Linked DNA regions of Pan troglodytes: region 2 is linked to region 1. The links are chromatin contacts, called in public Hi-C maps. All regions are on one chromosome and are shown on one strand. Each heading gives the region's core, a stretch centred on a gene start, on an enhancer-like site or on the middle of the called end of the contact. The rest is flanking DNA. Distances are from core to core; before and after follow the strand shown.

Region 1 (6,629 bases), core at 1,482-3,981:
GCCCCTTGGTGAAGGAGCACAGGAAGTAGACATTTGAGACCCGCGAGGCGCTATCAGCCCAGCCCCGGACCTCTCGGATCCCTCAGCCCACTGTGAGGGAGAGTGACGGGCGCAGTTTTCAGAGAGGCTGAGACAGGGGGAAGAATGTGCTGATGGGGAGCAGGGTGGGAATGGCAGGCCGGGGAGGGAGGACCTAGGGCAGGAGATGAAAAGTGCTCCCTGAGTGAGAATCTGGCCCTGGATGATGAATGGGGTGTGAGAGAGAAGCCGGGAAAAGGGTAAACAGGCAGGAGGGACCCAGGAGGGAAGCAGGAGGAAGGGGTGAGGAGAAAGAATGTGGAGGTCAAGGAGCAAAGAAAATGCTCCTGGAGTGATTGACTCAAGATCCAACATGTTCTGCACCGGATGGAGGCACATGTGCACACAGATGTGCCTGGCCACCCGCCCTCCCCTCCACGCGCCTGCGAAGGTGTGAGCACGTCTGTCTGCTCTCCTCCCAGATGCATTCCATGCCCTTCGGAAAAACCTTTCTTCTGATGTTTGGTTCTGAGTGTGCAAGGGACCCCACTGTAATACGAACAAGTATTTGTGCAATGATTTTATAGTTTCCTAAAAATTTCACATGCATCATTCCGCTAATGTACCCCTTACTCAAGCTGGTGAGGTTGAGAGCAGTATACGCATCACCAGTTTACAGGTGAGAGGACTTAGGTATATTTGAGGTTGAATATTTTGGCAAAGGCACCAGATGTGAAAGTGGGACTTGGACTTGGGGGGTCCTGGAGTTAAACATGTCACTTGGCTTCTCTGCTGCCTGACGTTGCAGATGCCACCAACTGATATATCTTGGAAGAGATCACTTACTCAAGAGGATACTCTCTGCCTGCACATAAGCAATACTCTGACCATAGTTGGGGATATCCTGTTACTACTCTTTGCAAATGGATATGGGGTCTAAGGAGCTGTGACTCAGAGTTGAATTCTTGGGGACCCCCCTGTGAATGTTTAGAGGAAAAGGCCTGGGGCTGGGAGCTGCTGGCCATCCACTGAATGCCATTTGGCTCTTGCCCAGTTCTGGCGGGTGGGAAGGAGGGCTGGGGAGGGGCTGAGGCCTGGACATGGCCCCAGGGGCTTGCACAGGTGGCGGCAGATGGAAAGGATCTAAAAGCACAAATCTGTAAGGAGAGACCACTGTGCCAGTCTCCCTCTCCCCAGCCGGCCCTTTACTGTGGGAAAGAATGCAGCTGCCAGCAACCCCTCTGAAGACCAAGCACCTCTGCAGTCCCTGCAGCCAGCCCAAGAGTGCAGAAGGCTCCTATCTGCCTTGACTCCTCTCCTTACCCATCTCCTCCCAGCTCTCAGCCCTGGCCCTGCTGCTCTTCAATTCCCGACAGTGGCAGATCACTGATTAATTCAGGCCTGTTTAATAACCCTTCTATTTCGATGAAACAAGCTGTCTTGTTTTCTTTATTTTTAACACTGACTTTCGTTTCTTTGCTAAGCATCTTACTGTCATTTAAATTTCTCTGTCTCCAACCAAGCTGATAATAGACTGGAGTGAGCAGCTGCTTCCGTCCCGTTTATGACAATGATTAGAAGAAGTTAGAGCTGTGCAAGCAGAGAATTGACCAAATCTCAGTTCAGAGGGGTCTGCTCCTGCTTGTAGAGGGAGTGTTAATTTTAACGTGATTAGGAGAATTCTGGCTCCAGAGGAGACCAGGGCTAATCCCAGCCTAGCCTTCCTCGCACCCTGCTCGGTGGAGACTGCCATGGGCCTGAAGGTGTGAGAACCAACTTCACTTACTTTGGAATTCAATCGTATGGACCTGACACTCCACTTCATAACACAGCCTTTTCCTCCACTGAATTTGGATTTACTTAGCAGCAAAGAGGGAACTCAAGCTTAGAAGATTTAGGGTGGGTGGAGACCTCAGCTATCAGCTACGATATCTTTCTGCTCTATGCAGGAATCTCTTCTTGAGACCTGGCCATCTTCTAGCCTCTGCTTGAATTCCCTAAATGTTGTAGAGCCCATTCCCTCCCTAAGTAGCCTTTTCCAGGCTGGGATAGCTCTGGCTAATCTCTCTCCTTCTGTCTTTTTGTAATATTTATTTGTGACTTGTAGGACGATGATTTGCGTGCATACCCTCTCTTGCCAGGTTGAAACCTCCTCAAGAGCCTGGACAATGACTTGTCTCCCCTCTATCATACTCGGTATATGGATATTCTATAAACACTTGTTCAGTCAAATGAAATTATGCTGCACCAACTTTAAAATTTCTTGCAAGGAACGTATCTTTTTTTCTTCTCCCAGGTGAAGCTTCCTATTTTTCTCTATGCAGACAAATGTTGCCTCTTCCCATCCCCAGGCCAGACATGGCTGCTTCCCCAGGGCCCTGCTTTTTCTTCCTGGCCCCCAGGGACTGCACTGTTGGTGGAAAATTTGGCCAAGGAAGCTGGGGGCCCGCAGTGGAAGTCAATCGGGTGGCCTAGACCAGGTTCTCTGGATCCCAGCCCCCTTCATTTCCTCCAGGTCAGCCACAGCTGCCTGAGAATGCTCCCAGGTGCATGGTGTGCAAATCCAAGCTGGGGCGACCCTCCCTGCCTCTCATTCCCTCGCAGCCTTGTGAGACTGGAGCTCTCTGTGCCTCCCAGCCAGCAGAGTTTGCAGGCAGCTGCTTGGGTCATTGTCTCAGCCTCTTCAAGTTGTGAATGCTGAGTCTATAGAGACTGAAACACAAACAGTGCCCACAGTGCCTCTCGGGGAGGGAGGGGCAGCTTGGCCTTGCCAGAGCCATTGACTGTGCAAATATCAAGGCTTGCTGTGGATGGAGGAAAGCTGGTTGGAGCTATTTAAAAGGGGGGGTCTTTTGACACCACACTGCGCAGCATCATGGAAGGGCTGTGGTGTGTGCTAAGGGCCGGCAGATGGGAAGAGAAGAGGAGAGGTCAGTTCTCACAGGGAATACTGCTTCATCGTGAGATGCCTGTCTGCTCTAAACCAAGGAAGAGAGAGATGGGGGAGGTCACTGGGCACAGTGCAGGGGACAAGAGACTGAAAAGAAAAGGTAGCTAAGTGGGCAGATCAAGAGAGTGTGGTGGGTGAGGCTGGGGCAAACAAACATCCTAGCAATTGGAGGGCAGTGAATGGCAGCTTGCTGTGAGACTCAGGGAAATACACTTACCCAGTTTGGACTTGGGTTTCACATCCACTGTGTGGGCCCGGGTAAAAGGTACTATTAAACACTCAAAAACATTTCCCAAGTATTCTACACCAAACACCTATTTATTCTGCAGTTCAAACTCTTTCTTAAAAAATAATATTTAGAAAGGAAAATCAAGGGCTCTTGCTGACCCCATTTTCTGCAGCAGGCTCTTGGACAGTGCTATGGGATGTTTAGGACTCTCCTCTCACAGGCCCCATCCCGCACTCTGCATTTCCAACAGGGACAAAGCTCCTTGTGTTGCCTGGGGAGCTTCTTGGCCTACTAGAAGACAGCTAATGCTTCTCCCCAGACATCCTGCTAGGTTTTGACCGATGATCAGTGCTACCAAGGATCTGATCCCTGAGCCCCAGCGTCCAGCTTGGGCTCCTGGACTCCACTCCTGCTAACACACTCTGTGATGTGTCTGCTCCATCCATGTCCCTGACCCCAGGAGCTCTCGTGAGATGCCTGTCTGCTCAAAACCAAGGAAGAGAGAGATGGGGGAGGTCACTGGGCACAGTGCAGGGGACAAGAGACTGGAAAGAAAAGGTAGCTAAGTGGGCAGATCAAGAGAGTGTGGTGGGTGACGCTGGGGCAAACAAACCTCCTAGCAATTGGAGGGCAGTGAATGGCAGCTTGCTGTGTGACTCACGGCAATGCACTTACCCAATTTGGACTTGGGTTTCACATCCACTGTGTGGGCCTGGGTAAAAGCTACTCTGTGCAGGAGAGATGCAAGCCCTGTTGCAGCCAGGCAGCCAGATACCCATGAGCTCTGCGTTTTCTTATTCCATGAAGGGTTGACTCCCACAGCAATGCCAAGCTACCAATCCTACGACAGTGTCATTCATGTACGCTCTCAGAGCTCTGAAGACACTAAAAACCCAAGGGCGGCAAAGTCAGAATTCAAATTCCAATCCCACTGGCTAAATGCTGACCACAAGCCCTGAATGTGGTCTCCTTGCAGGGCCACTATTGGCTTTCTTCTCTATGTCCCATCTCCACCAAGTCTTCAGCCCTTTATTCTTTAGCATAGAGATTTTCTTTAAATAAAATCTTACTTTTCTCAGAAAATTCCAAACAAATTTGTAGAGAGAGGGGGAAAATAACCCTAGTTTCGCTTCTTATACCTGTTCCAAAATTTAGAATAGTTTTCCTTGTTTCCAGCACTTGTCGTTTTTCCAACTTTCCTAACACCCTCTTCCTGGGCCTGGCTCCAGAAACAAAGACAAGTGAAGGTGCTTGAGTATTCATTCCATTATATAGATGGAGAAACCGAGGTGCTGGGTAAGGGGCAGGAGCCAATTCTGCCAGAGCGTAACTAACCTCTTATCTCCCTCCTGGGACCAGGGAACAAATGGAGGGTGAGCACCGGTCAACAGGTGAGAAATCTTTAGGAAGTGGGAAGGGCTACAAGTGTGAAGGCAGGCACTTAGTTCCTGTTTGATTCTTTGACACCAGGCTCTTCCTGACCATCTGCTCTCAACCATCTCAGTGGGGCCTAAACCTCCTGCAGGAGTGTGCTGGGAGGGGCTTCCAGCTCCCCATACAGTTCAGATCTTTCTCTCTAAGTCTGTGGGCCAAGAAAGCTGAAGAACTTGAAGAACTTGACCCCCTGTGGGTCACTCAGAGTGGGGCGGTAGACTCCAATTTTGTTCATTTACAGATAAACCTCAGGGGGTGGGGTGTTTGCCTTACAGAAAACCTGGTAGCCTGGGTTTTAATGTCACAGAGAGTGAAGGGACTTGTTAGAAAGTTTTAAGCAGCTGGAGTCAGGGTGGGGCATCAGTGTTGTCAGGGCGCTGTGAAATCCCAGCCGGCCCTGCTCCTGGAAAACACCACTGCCCTAAAACATGGAGTGGAGACCTGGAACGAGAGCTTTGCTGACTCACGAGGGGCCTCCTGCCTGTGGACAGGGAAGGAGCCTGGGTCTTCCTGTCTGGCTTGGGCTGGGGTCCCGCTAAGAACGCTGTTCTCAGTGAAATTCAAAAAATTGGCTCTTCTCCTTCAGGTATTTTTGTTCCTCAGGAGAAAAAAATGGGAAACCGGGGAGCAGTCAGGGGAGGTGGGAGGTCAGAGGCCAACGTAATATTTACCCAGCCCAGCCGAGGCCTTTCACTTTTATGAAGCAGGAAACCACTTCAAAGCAGCAACATCCCCTCTTGCCACTTCTGTCTGCCCGCTGGTCCTGCTGCCTCTATAAGGCAAGGCAGGGCTTTTCTACACACCCCTTCCTCTGCTCCTGAACCTTCCACCCTCTCTCCCTTAAAGGGTGGAGCACACTGCCTGGCCGGCTGCTCCCTCTAACCCCTGCTCAAAGGTAAAAAGACCTGCCCATAGTCACAGAGCAATCACAATCCATAGGCTCCGCTGACATTCTGAGCTGTCCCTGGCGTGTTCTTGTTCACTCAGTGAGTTGTCTACCACTCTCAGAGGCACTGGGGTTACAGCTCCTCATCCAAAGCCCTGTTCCACCACCAGAGCAGAAGTGGAAATGACGGCTAGGAAAGGCTCTAGAGACTGGAATCTAGTGGTTCTTTACATTGTGGAGGGGGCAAGAACTCCTTCTCTTCAGAAATACAAGACTACACATACCCACATCATTCTTGAAGATATAGAATCTCCAAGGTTTCACAGGCCTCTTGAAGCCCAAGTATGGCCCTAGCTCTGCGCTTCCCAGTGCAGGGGTCGGTTCCCTGACAGCATCACTGATGTGGCTCCCCCAGCCTCAGACAAGGTGCAGGGAGAGCATGACCTTCCTTTATAGGATTAGAGACTGCCTTTGAGTTGAAATCTTTGTCCTTCTAACCTTTCTCCATTAGTATCCCTTACCCTCTTTATGGACAGAAAGCTTAAAGGAGAATGGCTACCTTCTCTTTGAGTTGAAATCTTCATCCTCCTAACCTTTCTCTATTAGTATCCCTCTATCCTCTTTATGGACAGAAAGCTTTAAATAGATTGGCTCCTTCTTCAGGTAGCAAGCACATGGCAGAGGCAGCCCGAGGAGTGGACAGCCAAGGTGTAGGGATAAAATCCAAATATTCCCTCTCAGGTCCTTCCATTTAATAACTTCATTCAGATAAGAGTAGATGCATAATAGCAGGATTCTGGACACTTAAATGTGAATGTGGATGAGTAATAATATTTCCTGAGGCACCACACTGGCCTCTACACGCCAGCTCCAGAAGTACCGGAAAGGGATGCAATTTACATAGAATACAACATGAAAATCCTTGGGAGTGTGCACCCTGGAGTCCTTGCTGTAGGATATTGACTAATAGAAAACAACTCCAGCGCTGTCCAGTTTAAAATCCTCAGAGAAGAACGAGGGGAAAATTGGGTAGGTACGGGTAGCTGTGAGAGGCTGGAGACTGCGAGAGCATTAAATAGTCATCCTTCTTCACAGGAAACCGTGAAGTTCTC
Region 2 (6,629 bases), core at 2,922-5,421, 130 kb before region 1:
TCAGTGGGCATCACCTAACCTTTCCATACATTTGTTTGCTGCTGAATCTCTGCCCCAGTTTCGTTTCCATGGGGCCAAGAGACTTAGGTACAAACTCCCCTGTTTGTTTCCTCAGCTCCCTTGGAGCCAAAAGCTCCTGGTGGGGATGAATGAACTGAAATCTTGGAAGGTTCATTAACTAATTAACATTCGTGAATGCTCATAAAACCTTCAGAATGAAATAATAATGCAGGGCCTAAGGACATGAAATATTTTGGGTTGTACCTTGACAGATAGTTAAGGGCTATTTTATTCTCTTTAATATTCTCTTTAAGCATACACTGACTTCGAATTGAGGCAGTCTCTTTCTTGCTCTTATTCTTTCCTCTCTCTCTCTCTCTCTCTCACACACACACACACACACACACACATACACACATGCAACTCGCAGATTTCTTTAAGAGTGCAGCGAGTGGAGAATTGTAAATGCAGCAGATACTAAAGAATGTGTTATTTGGTATTGGATTGCATTATGTTGCAGATGTTTGTTACTAAATGCAAAATCTAGATTTACAAAACAGATCAATGGGTAATGAATTTTCAGGGAAACTGGAGAATGACTATGCCCTTTACAATAGGCATTGCCATACTTTTGCTATAATCATAAAGTCTCCTTACTGGATTTAAAGTCTGATCAATTTACAGATACTTGTGCAAGCGTGAATGGAGCACACCCACACAGGTGCATGCACTGTATTCCCTCTCCCCATGCCCCTGGATGAGTTACTTACCAACCGGCTGTGCTCAGATACTGAGATGCTGCTGGGATGCACTGCAAGGCTCACACACTGGCTGATGCTGGCAGCAAATCGATTAGGTTCCCAGGCCTGTTGGCATTTGTCCCTGCGGGAGCACCTGCCATAAACACAGATTCACAAGAGGTCAGGCCTCTGGGACCCATCTGTTTGGCTCCATTGTCCCCTGGGCAGGATGGGAGTTTGCTGCCCTGAGGCCTGTGTCCTGTCTTCTGAAGAAGACTTTTACTGTACTCCGGAGGGCTTTGGTGACTCTCAGACAGTCTCCGTCGCAGTTAAGGACAGACCGAGAGGGAAGAGGATTAATCCCCAACATGAGAGATCCAGTTTCGACATAAAGAATTAGCAGTGGAGGGTGTTCAGGTTCTTGATGTATTGAACAAAGAATTGGACAAAACGCACAAACAAAGCAAGGAAGGAATGAAGGGATTTATTGAAAATGAAAGTTCACTCCACAGTGCGGGAGCGGGCCTGAGCATAGGGGCTCAAAGGCCCTGTTACAGAATTTTGGGGGAGTTTAAATACCCTCTGCTTGGAGTATGTCTTATGTAAATGAAGAGGATGAAGTAAAGTTACAAAGTCATTTACAGCCAGTGTACGCCTATGGAGAGGATATTTTCTGTCAGAGCTGAAGTGTGAATCAGCCTTATGTTCCCTGCCTCCAGACCCTGTTTTCCTGCCTCAGAATGACTCTGTTATTTTTGTTTGTTTGTTTTTTTGAGACAGAGTCTTGCTCTGTTGCCTAGGCTGGAGTGCAGTGGCAGGGTCTCAGCTCACTGCAAACTCTGCCTCCCGGGTTCAGGCAATTCTCCTGTCCCAGCCTCCTGAGTATCTGGGATTACAGGCACCCACCACCGTGCCCGGTTAATTTTTATATTTTTAGTAGAGACGGGGTTTCACCATCTTGGCCAGGATGGTCTCAAACTCCTGATCTCGTGATCCACCCGCGTCAGTCTCCCAAAGTGCTGAGATTACAGGTGTGAGCCACCGCACCTGGCCCTAGAATGACTCTTTACAGCACTGTGGGATGCTGAGACCACAGAGTGAGGGCAGCCTGTGGGACCTGAGAAGCAGCACAGCCATGGAAAAGCAAATGAACTTTGGGGCCAAAGAGCCTGGGTTCCAACCCCAGACCTGTTACCTACTAGCTGCGACCCTTGGACAAGCTACTTAATCTCTCTCTGCCTCAGTTTCCTCAACTGCAAAAAAAAAAAAAAATAAGGATTGGCCAGGCATGGTGGCTCACAGCTGTAATCCCAGCACTTTGGGAGGCTAAGGTAAGGAGGATTGCTTGAGCCTATGAGTTCAAGACCAACCTGGGCAACATAGTGGGACCCCATTCTAAAAAAAAAAATTAGCTGGGTACGGTGGCACATGCCTCTAGTTCCAGTTACTCAAGAGGCTGAGTTGGTTAGATTACTTGAGCGCTGTAGTGAGCTGTGATTGCACCACTACACTCTCACCTGGGTGACACAGTGAGACCTTATCTCAAAGAAAAAGAAAAAGGAGGAGGAGGATGATAATACCTATTTCACAGGGTTGGTGTAAGAATTAAAGGAGTTAGTGCTTAGAAAATGGCCTGGCGCATAGTAGGTGCCATGACAGTGTTAGCCCTTATAATATTAATATTAATGATGCTGATAATGATTCATATTATCATTTTCCTCCAGAGAAATTTTTAAGAAAACAGGAGAGGGTCTTGGCAGTGTGGGACAGTGTGCATATGATCTTGTGGGTGGATTAATGGCTATTTGAAGGCAGTGGCCATGTTTTATTCATTGGGATATTCTACCTGTCACATGGTATATTTTAAATAAATGTTTGTGTCACGAAATAATGCCTTGAGACAGAGAGACAGACAAGGTGCTGCAGCCAGGGCTGCCTCTGTCAGAAAGCTTGTTTGGCTGTTTCTCCCAACATCTTCATCTCGGGCTCTAGGCTCCCCTGCCCACAGTAGCAGGTGGGCAGGTGACACCAGCACTCGGGAGCTTCAGGTTACTGTCTGCCTTGTCACATGGAAACCCGCTCCACGGCTGGTGCCAGTGTGTCCAAACCAAATAGCCATCGGGACACTAGTGATTCCACAATCAAGCAGTGATTCGCACCCTAACCCCCCCCAAACTCCTCCCCCTCTTCCTTTTCAGGCACATAATGGATCTAAATATGAATGCTGTCAAAGAAAAGAATTATTGAGGTTTAAGTGAATCCTTAAGATAGCTCTAAAGTGAGCTCTTGACTGGAGCCTTTATCTCATTGACTCACTGAAATGGCTCTTTTTTATCATACTATTTATGGCAACAGCCCTAACAGAGATAAATAGCCTTGGAGACAATAACACACTTGCAAGAGCAAGGCATACAGAAGAGACAGGAAGGCTTCAATTCCCCCCAACCCCTCAGAGGCTCCTCAGCCCTCGGCCTCCATTAAAGAGGCCACCGTGGGGACCCGGGAGCTGCAGCTTCCCCCATCTCCTCACGCCTGATACCAGGCTGCTGCTTGGCAGGTGGGAGAGCACTGCAGGAGGGTCTGGTGAAGAAGAGAATGACCAGATGCAGAGAAACCTCTGGGTATAAACAGCAAAAATCTTGTTCTCCGCGAGCTCTTGGGGCGGAGAAGCTGGGAGATGAGTGTCCTGGTAGGTAGGGAGGATTCTCTAAAGAGTTAAGGAGTTAAGGGGACAGAGGAAACCTGGGACTATTCTGATGTGGCTAATTCCAGCAGTCACGGCTGACCTGCACCAGGAGGAAGACCGGGTGGTTTGCGGCAGCGGGGAGGCCCAGGCATTGCTGATAGATCTATAGGCACTTGTTCAAGATGGGGAAAACAGACGTCCTTGCTGTTGAATAAATGATAATCCCCGATCTATAATTTTGGTGTGTTCGACATGGGAGAAGTGCCACAGGCACTGAAGCTGGGAGGACAGAGTGGCGGAGGCATGGGGAGTAGGAGGTACCGCTGGACATGACCACTGCAGAGCTAGAGGGCAGGCTGCCCAGGGCCCTTTGCACAGAGCTGGCAGCAGGCTGTCAGGTTCTTTGGAGAAAGAAATTCTCTCGAGGAAAGACCCTGCCTGCTGGCTGGTGGGTCAGCCTCACTGCAGGGAACCAAAATTTACCCCCTTTTGCCATTCCGGGGCACAACATTAGCATCTTTACCACTTGTCTGACCTAAATGGAGACACACTGTCCAGGTCTGCTAAGAGAATTTCTGCAAAACTTTCTGAGCAATCTTTTACCTCCAAAACCCAAGCAGGGAACCCAGTATTCACGGGCTCAAATCCAGTCCAGATTTTGCATCTGTGAGGCACCAGCTTCCCTCCCTCCCTCCAGAGCCCTCCCAACACCTGCTGCAGAGGCTGGAAGCCAAGAGCTATTGTGCAGGACCCTGAACTCTGGCCCTCCGCCTCCGCCTCCACCCCAAACCCAGCTCATTTCATGGAGATGCTTTGCTGGCTGGCACGGAGCCCTGGAGTTTCCAACTCCATTGGGCAACAGAATTCCTAGCCAGCTCCTGTCTTTCGGGGTTTTCACCCTTTCTCTTCCCCTGGGGCTCTTCAAATTAGGAAGTTTAAGTGTGATTTAGCATTTATATTGAGTTGGTATTCAACGGCAGATGATGAGGCCAGTTGAAGTGAGATGTGAACTTCTTAGAATCATAAAATAATGAGGCCAGAAGGGTCCTCCCAAGGGTATAGGGTCCATGATAATTATTCTGATTTGTGTAGCCTTTTCTGGGCTTCCTTATTACCAAAGCATTTATTATTTCATTCAGTCTTCACAATTCACCTGTGAAATAGGCATTTTCCCTAAACAGCAATGGAGAAACAGAGGCCTGGAGTTGTCAGGGGACCCATCCAGGGTCACACAGCAGCTAGCTGGAGTCTAAACCTCCCAATGCCAGTGCACCACCATCTGCACAGTCTTGGCACAGAGGGGCACCTATTTCAGGCTACACTGAAGAAGTTTTTGGGAAACCTAAAGACTACAGTATCCCTTGTGAGTTCTTTCAAAGACACAAGGATATAAGCACCTCACTTCAGAGCAGCTGAAGGGCTGAATTTGGAAGTAAAATGGAAGAAGAGAGGCAAAGACCCTGCACTTAGAAAGAAGGCCAACCCATGGCCTCTTTGCCTCTTCCTGCTCTCAACACTGAAGCCACGATTAGAATTACTGCTCTGAAGAGGACAATTCCTCTCTGTCTCTGCAAAGTACTGTCATATCCCATCATTCCCGGAAAGCCCCGGTCTTCTGCATGCCAAACCCTTTTCCAGTATACCCCAAACTTACATGTTGTGCAGGGCACACCAGCCACAGTGAGGGTCCCCAGAGCTCAGGCACTCCCCACAAGTCGTATACTGCTCACATGACTCCACGGGGACCCTGGTGACCTGGCAGAGAGAGGAAAGAGGGTACAGTGAGGTTAGGCTGTGACGACTAGCAGGTGTGTGTCACACAGTCCTGTGTGTACTCACACTTGCACTGTCAACTCCCCTAAAGAGGTGATACTGGGCGGCAAGTCATGGCCTCAATGTCCCCAATCTCTTTACCTGCATAAGGCAGGTAGGCTAAGCCGAGTGTGTCTCTGAGTGGCAGCCCTAAGACTTCTTGCCTTCGCGAGAGGTAGCAGCAAAGGCTCCATCTATTTCTGCCCTCCACTAGCATCCTCCCGAGAGCTGGGCAAGCCAGTGGCAAGTACTGAAAATGGTTAACTCTGTTGAAAGGCTATTGAGTGGCACAAACTCATCTCTGAAGAGCTTTCAGCTGGGCTTGGGCTGAGACATCCTGCCTACACAGAAAACATTCAAAAAGGGAAAGGAGAAACTTTTCCCATCAAATAATATTCATAGTATGGCACAGACTCTTTACAGCCAACCAAATATACCACCTGGATCCAATTATCCCATTCTCTGATGTCTGCATTCAGTTTCTCTAGCAAATCTCCCATCCTTTGAAAAGTCTGGCTAAATGGGAACATCCACAGAAAAGAGCTGCCTGATTCAGTCTTGCCTGGAAAGTGGGAATTTGTAGATCAAGACCCTGCCCCCCAGAGAGTGTAGCCCTTGCACACTCCTCCTGGTCTTCTGCTGGGGCCCTGCAGGGGCTTGAGCTGGGCCTGTCTGGATATTACTCACCCCTACTTGCACAGCAGGGGTGAAAATAAAGACCAGGCAAGGGGGCCAGAGGACTGAAGTGTTCCAGTTGATATGTCCTAGGTATCTGTTGCTGGCTGGGGCAGGAGGCTGCTGGGCTGCAAAAACTTTTGCTGGGCTGGGAATGGGTTCTTATTTGTTAGGGCATAGAGGTCCCCCACCTACCAGATGTGTAAAAAGTAAAAACATAACCTGTGGTCCAGCAGCACAGTGTTCTGCCTCTGGCGGGGGGACAAAAGATATGATGGAGACATCTCCATGGCATCCTCCTGAGAGGTTCAGGATGGATCCTAACACTGTTCACTCAGCAAATGTTTATCAGATGTCAACGCTGTGGAGCTCTGGTGCTATGCAACAGAGAAACGATAGCGAACAGCACACAGATTCTGCCCTCCCAGAACCCTACGGTCCAGTGGGAGTTGGGGATGACAAACCGAGACTTGCTCTACATTTTGCTGAGTTTTTGTTGTGTGGGATTTCTGTGAGTGCTGAAGGTTTGGGGAACTCAGCAAAGAGGTGACCAGTGGGGTAGGGGTGCCTTGAAGGGTAAGAGGGGGTCAGATGCAGAGACCTGGAAAGACATGCCAATCTGAAGGATTGTGATGAGCGAAAGCGATCATGGATAAGTTCAGTATAAACTTAAGTGTAGGGTGTACAGTGGGTGGGAGGGGAGAGAGATGAGCCTG

What was found. A called contact is a pair of places that touch in the nucleus more often than the background predicts.
Region 2: a contact with region 1 is called in a Hi-C map of stem cell-derived neural progenitor cells, with 3 times the contacts expected there. The contact joins two enhancer-like sites. A contact is called at or near these places in 1 of 7 Hi-C or Micro-C datasets (stem cell-derived neural progenitor cells) and 1 of 1 datasets of contacts at active chromatin or transcription factors (stem cell-derived excitatory neurons).

What each region holds. Positions count from the first base shown.
Region 1 is chr1:40,872,848-40,879,476 of NHGRI_mPanTro3-v2.0_pri, reverse strand. The region is part of intron 1 of PLXNA2 (plexin A2); the gene reads right to left. Among named protein-coding and RNA genes, the nearest start is that of PLXNA2, 36 kb to the right of the region's middle. Within about 2 kb of position 2,731, at least 6 of the 24 cell types and tissues checked have an H3K27ac peak or open chromatin away from gene starts, as enhancers often do. A contact at or near this core is called in stem cell-derived neural progenitor cells, where this site is marked.
Region 2 is chr1:41,005,468-41,012,096 of NHGRI_mPanTro3-v2.0_pri, reverse strand. PLXNA2 (plexin A2) reads right to left here. Exons shown (of 32, transcript XM_016937865.4): 5 at 5,081-5,181; 6 at 771-894. The region is part of intron 1 of LOC129135943 (a long non-coding RNA gene); the gene reads left to right. Among named protein-coding and RNA genes, the nearest start is that of PLXNA2, 170 kb to the right of the region's middle. Within about 2 kb of position 4,171, at least 10 of the 24 cell types and tissues checked have an H3K27ac peak or open chromatin away from gene starts, as enhancers often do. A contact at or near this core is called in stem cell-derived neural progenitor cells, where this site is marked.